Linked DNA regions of Mus musculus: region 2 is linked to region 1. A link is a contact called in public Hi-C data. All regions are on one chromosome and are shown on one strand. The core of a region is the stretch at or near the end of the contact, and the rest is flanking DNA. Distances in the headings are between cores, read along the strand shown.

Region 1 (2,854 bases), core at 244-2,743:
AGAGGCAGGTGGATTTCTGAGTTCGAGGCCAGCCTGGTCTACAGAGTGAGTTCCAGGACAGCCAGGACTACACGGAGAAACCCTGTCTCAAAAACCAAAACCACAGTCACCACCACCAACAACAAAAGCAAATGAAACAAACATGGAGACTGGAATAAGTGCTGTTTCACAGCAGAGCTGTAGACATGGAGGCTGGAATAAGTGCTGTCACGGCAGAGCTGTAGACATGGAGGCTGGAATAAGCGCTGTCACGGCAGAGCTGTAGACATGGAGGCTGGAATAAGCGCTGTCACGGCAGAGCTGTAGACATGGAGGCTGGAATAAGCGCTGTCACGGCAGAGCTTGTAGACATGGAGGCTGGAATAAGCGCTGTCACGGCAGAGCTGTAGACATGGAGGCTGGAATAAGCGCTGTCACGGCAGAGCTATAGACATGGAGGCTGGAATAAGCGCTGTCACGGCAGAGCTGTAGACATGGAGGCTGGAATAAGCGCTGTCATGGCAGAGCTATAGACATGGAGGCTGGAATAAGCGCTGTCACGGCAGAGCTGTAGACATGGAGGCTGGAATAAGCGCTGTCACGGCAGAGCTATAGACTCTCAGTCGCCTGGGACTCTGCTTCTGCATCTCTTGTCTCTGTTTAGCTGTTTTGCCTTGCTCGTGGAGATGTGTTGTGCCAGACTCCTGGGGACGGGAGTCTGCAGATCTGGTCCTTCCTCTCTGGCTGGGGGTGGAGGGTGAGGGGTGTCTTCTTCAGCCTTTGGAATTTCCTATCAATTGGGTGAAGCCTGGAACGGATGAAATTCAGGTTCAGCAGCTGTGGCAATAACCTCACAGGTGGTTGATGTTTAAAGTAGCTAATGTCACCCAAAGCAAATGTATTTGCGGGACCCTCTCCTCCATGGGCTGACTCTGCGAAGGCCACTGAAGCACGTCTCTGTGAGAATTTTAATGGAGAGGTCGCCCATTCACCCTTCCAGTTTATTAAACTTTTTTTTCTTTTATTTTCTTTTCTTTTTTCTCTTTTCTTTTCTTTTCTTTTCTCTTCTCTTCTCTTCTCTTCTCTTCTCTTCTCTTCTTTTCTTTTCTTTTCTTTCCTCCTTTCTTTCTTTTTGGTTTTTCGAGACAGGGTTGCTCTGTATAGCCCTGGCTGTTCTGGAACTCACTTTGTAGACCAGGCTGGCCTTGAACTCAGAAATCCACCTGCCTCTGCCTCCCAAGTGCTGGGATTAAAGGCATGCACCACCATGCCCGGCTTATTAAACTTTTTTATTCCTCTGATTGATGACTGAAGTCTCATGAGTCTGAGACTCTGCAGCCATTGCTCACCCAGGCCTTTTCAGGTCTGTGAGCACTCTGTCAACATAACCACAGGTCACATGTCTGGGTAAAAATGTACAAAAATAAGACTTAGCCACAAGCAGCAAATGGCTGTGTCTGCCCCAGCTTTCCTGCCTTACTTCCTCTTGTGTTGGGTGGTGGTGGAGTGGTCATGGGAGATTTTGAAGCAGGGACGTTCATCTGGGGGAGGATTGTGTTACTCACCCTGCTCATCCCTGTGACCACACAGTTGGCAGAAACAAGAGGAAGACGGCTTTACTGTGATCATGCTTTCCCGACAGCGAGTGTGTGTGTGTGTGTGTGTGTGTGTGTGTGTGTGTGCGTGTGGTGATAGTGATGGTGATGGTGATGGTGATGGGACGTTTGCAGTGGCTCCCACTGCGGCTGCTAGAAGGCAGGAGAGAGGAATGTAGGAAGGGGCCAGAGTAAGAAAGAGCCCCGAGGACACTGGTGGTTTGAATGTGCTTGCCCATGAAAAGTGGCTGTGCAGTGCCCAAGGACGTGGTGTGTCCTTGTTGGAGTAGGTGTAGACTTTTTGGAGGAAGTGAGTCACTATGGGGTGGGTTTTGAGGTCCTATGTTCAAGCTCTACCCAGTGGGGATAAGAACTTCTTTCAGCTGCCTGTGAAGAGAGTCCTCTCTCCAGGCTACCTTTGGATAAAGATGTAGAACTCTGGGCTTCTCCAGTACCATGCCTGTCTGCACACTGCCATGTTTCCTGCCATGATGATAATGGATTGAACCTCTGAAATTCTGAGCCAGACCCATTAAATGTTTCCCTTTATGAGAGTTGTCTTGGTCATGGTGTCTGTTCACAGTCATGAAACCCTAAGACGGACACGCCCCTAGAGGTCCTGTTCTTCTGGCTAGACCTCATTCCTGCCTCTACTGTTTTCTAAGAATGCTGCCATGTTATGAATCCATCAAGTAGTTAATCCCTGATTTTGCTCAGAACCCTTATGCTCTAGCTGTCTGTAAATATGGTCTCACAGACAGGCCCACAGGCATATTTGATAATTATGTTGGTTTAATCCAATATAAGTGATGATCAAGATTACCCATCACAGGGTTCCCTTAGTTATGGTTCCCTGGAATATATCCATATAGTGCAGATTATACATACATACATATACACATATGTGCATATATGTGTGTGCGTATGAGAATGTACATGTATACATGAGAATATGTGAGAGTGTATAAATGAGAATATGTGAGACTATTAACTTTTGTGAACATTTATTTCTACTTGGAATTTATCACAGACATGTGTTTTCTAACCCTCATGCATGGGTTAATTTTTGGCTCTATGCATCATGGCTGACAACCAACAACAGCACTGTGGGCCAACCTAACACCCTTTCCCCACATATCCAAGATACCCTGCTCAGAAAGGGCTGCCCAGTGGGGATGAGGTCCCTATGGTGTTCTTTTTTGGGGGGTGGGGGGTGAGACAGGGTTTCTCTGTGTAGCCCTGGCTGTCCTGGAACTCACTCTGTAAACCAGGCTGGCCTC
Region 2 (2,854 bases), core at 213-2,712, 190 kb before region 1:
AGGACTAATGTCTCCTCAAAGGCTTCTAGCCTATCAAACACCGACTTACTTACTTATACCTGTAAAATTTTCAGTTTGGCTTTTTTTTAAAAGTATCTTAAAATGTGTATTTGCTTGAATGTATGGACTTATACACACATGACTTGTACCCACAGAGGCTACAAGAGAGCACCAGGCCCTGTGGGACTGGAGTTGTGAGCTGTCATGTGGGTGCTGGGAACCGAACCTGGATACTGAGTGAGATGAGTAGCCAGAGCTCTAACCACAGAGCCAGCTGTCTCCCCAGCCCTCCCCATTCTATAGCACCTGCCGCCTCAGTATCCCAAGAGATACGGTTGTAAGTCAGAGCGAGCAACTAACTCAGGTGACATTTCCCCAAAGTGCCTCCTCCCTCCGTCCAAGGTTTCAGGTATTTAGTTTTTTAAGATTTATTTATTTTATGTATATGAGTACACACTGTAGCTGTACAGATAGTTGTGAGCCTTCATCTGGTTGTTGGGAATTGAATTTAGGACCTCTGCTCTCTCAGGTTGGCCTCACTCGCTCATTATTATCACTGTAGCTGTCTTCAGACGCACCAGAAGAGGGCGTCAGATCTCATTATGAGTAGTTGTGAGTCACCACGCGGTTGCTAGGATTTACCCGCTGAGCCATCTCACCAGCCCCAAGGTTTCAGTTTTAATAGAGTTTGGAGTGGCATTATTGATAAGTAGGTAGAAAACTAAGCAGGAAAAAAGAGAGAAATTATAACCTGGGGGGGGGGGGACTGTACTAAAGAGAAATGTAACCCCACTACCCTAAATAGCTCAGTTGTAAACAACATTTGCATAGTCCTAAGAACATAAACACTAAGTACTCATTTAACCAGATGCCTATTTTGGGAGAAGGGGAAAAAGAAAGTGTCTGTTACAGGAGGGATGAGAGTTAACTCTTGTTCTTCCAAGTAACAAGCTAGGAGCCACAGTGCAGGGGGTGGGGGATGGGAGGGGAGGGGGAGGGGGATCCTCAGCTGTAAGGTGAGCAGGGCCTCAGGGCATCCCTCTGCGGAGTGACAGTGATGATGGCTGTAAATGTGGACATTTAAGGGACTCTGATTCCCTGCAGCCATAGCAAACCAGTGGGGACTGAATGGCAGCCGGTGTGGGGTGTGGAGTGGGTACAGGCTGAGCAGACGGGCCAGACTGGGCTGGCTCAGGAAGAGATGGGCTCAAGTTCCATGTCAGCAGGAGTCAGTCCATCTGGGGTAGAGGGCAGCCACAAGTCAAAGCAGGTGACACCCTCATGAGGTGCCAGTGTCCTGGTTCCGTGTAACCTGTAAAGCAGCCCTGACGGATGTGGGTGACTGGGAGGCAGGTTCCAGGCTCTAGCAAGATTTTTTTCCCCACTGCAGGACCCATCAGAGCCTTTGATAGGAGGATGGAAATAGACACCGAAAGACTTGGCAGTCAGGGGTGGACAGGATGCAGTGTTGAGCATGCGCACAAGACTCCATAGCGAGCAGAACACTGCGCCGGAGAGCTGACAGCACTGTCTAGCGGAGGCGTGGTGACTGGCATTAGCAGGAAAGGAATCTACTGTTTAGTTCCGGTGCTGAGCAAGCGCTCTGCCAGCCTCGGTGCTGCATCCCCAGATCTGTATTCTGATGCCTTCACCACCAATCACGAACACTCTCTCCAGCTGCTGGGGTCTAATTCAGGCTTCAACGCCAACAAATACTGTGAGGTTTGAGACAAGATGAGGGGAATCGTATAGGACTACAAAGAGAGACAGCTGGCTGTGAAATCCGCAGCCATCCAGCAGGGAGGTGGGGTCCAGAGACCTCACAGAACTGTGATGCTCACAGACCCACCCCAAACCAAGATTAAACCCACAGAGCCCTCCACCAGCCTGGAAATGATGGGGATGGCTGTAAAGGAGCCGGTGTGGGGTATGAAGCGCCTGTCTCCCACTCCCTTCCTTCAGGGCTTTCCCTTCAGGTTCTGTGGGCCTCTAGTGGGGTTTCCTGGGACTGACACTTCTCCATCCAGTTGCGGGAAGTCCCACTTGTCTGACTCCTCAAAGGACAGACTCCTCAAAGAAGCTACCAAAGGGGGCTGGCAAGATGGCTCAGTGGGTAAAGTGCCTGTCCCAGAAGCATGGGAACGTGTTCGTGGATCCTCAGCACACCCACAGAAAGTGGCTTAACCAAAGCCGCGTGTTCTCCTAATGCTGAGCATCTCTCAGCCTGACCCCCAGATTTCCCTGTTCACATTTTCTGCTCTCTAACATGGCCCTCTCTGAAGGGCTGCTGGCTTTCCACCAATGGGTTCCAGCAACTTCTGTCCTAGCCCTGTGAACTCAGCATGCTTTCACTCCATGTTACTAAAATTCACTGTCCTATTGATTATCCCACAATTAAAACCTTATCCTCGCCGGGCAGTGGTGGCGCATGCCTTTGATACCAGCACTTGGGAGGCAGAGGCAGGCAGATTTCTGAGTTTGAGGCCAAGCCTGGTCTACAGAGTGAGTTCCAGGACAGCCAGGGCTACACAGAGAAACCTTGTCTCGAAAAACAAAAAACAAACAAGCAAACAAAACAAAACAAAACAAAAAAAAACCTTATCCTCATCCCTTTATATTTCCCCTCAACCTTATTTTCCTACCCTGGCATAAGAACTCAAGATCTTTGTCCGTTGGCTATTTTGGAGTGTATCCGTTGGATAGAAATGTAGAAGCCACCCAGGTATTTTGTAGAGAACACAAAGTGAGCAAGGTAGTCAATGGGACCCTTCAGGGCCTTCAACACATGATCACAGGCTCGTGCTTTCTCCCTATGGTCTGAGCAGGAAGAGGTAAACTCTTTCAGGATCAGGCC

Evidence for each region. Hi-C and Micro-C count contacts between places; a contact is called where the count stands out from the background.
Region 2: a contact with region 1 is called in a Hi-C map of bone marrow-derived macrophages, with 32 read pairs. The contact joins two enhancer-like sites. A contact is called at or near these places in 2 of 15 datasets of contacts at CTCF or cohesin (the NIH/3T3 cell line and large pre-B cells), 63 of 484 Hi-C or Micro-C datasets (the 3T3-L1 cell line, the 63-12 cell line, the AML12 cell line and 41 more), 11 of 115 datasets of contacts at active chromatin or transcription factors (CD8 T cells, the HPC-7 cell line, bone marrow-derived macrophages and 4 more) and 2 of 9 other capture datasets (adipose tissue and liver).

What each region holds. Positions count from the first base shown.
Region 1 is chr14:61,517,413-61,520,266 of GRCm38.p6, forward strand. No RefSeq gene overlaps it. Among named protein-coding and RNA genes, the nearest start is that of 4930556J02Rik, 26 kb to the left of the region's middle. Within about 2 kb of position 1,494, at least 82 of the 459 cell types and tissues checked have an H3K27ac peak or open chromatin away from gene starts, as enhancers often do. A contact at or near this core is called in CD8 T cells, bone marrow-derived macrophages and regulatory T cells, where this site is marked.
Region 2 is chr14:61,326,604-61,329,457 of GRCm38.p6, forward strand. No RefSeq gene overlaps it. Among named protein-coding and RNA genes, the nearest start is that of Gm25716, 15 kb to the right of the region's middle. Within about 2 kb of position 1,463, at least 164 of the 459 cell types and tissues checked have an H3K27ac peak or open chromatin away from gene starts, as enhancers often do. A contact at or near this core is called in CD8 T cells, bone marrow-derived macrophages and regulatory T cells, where this site is marked.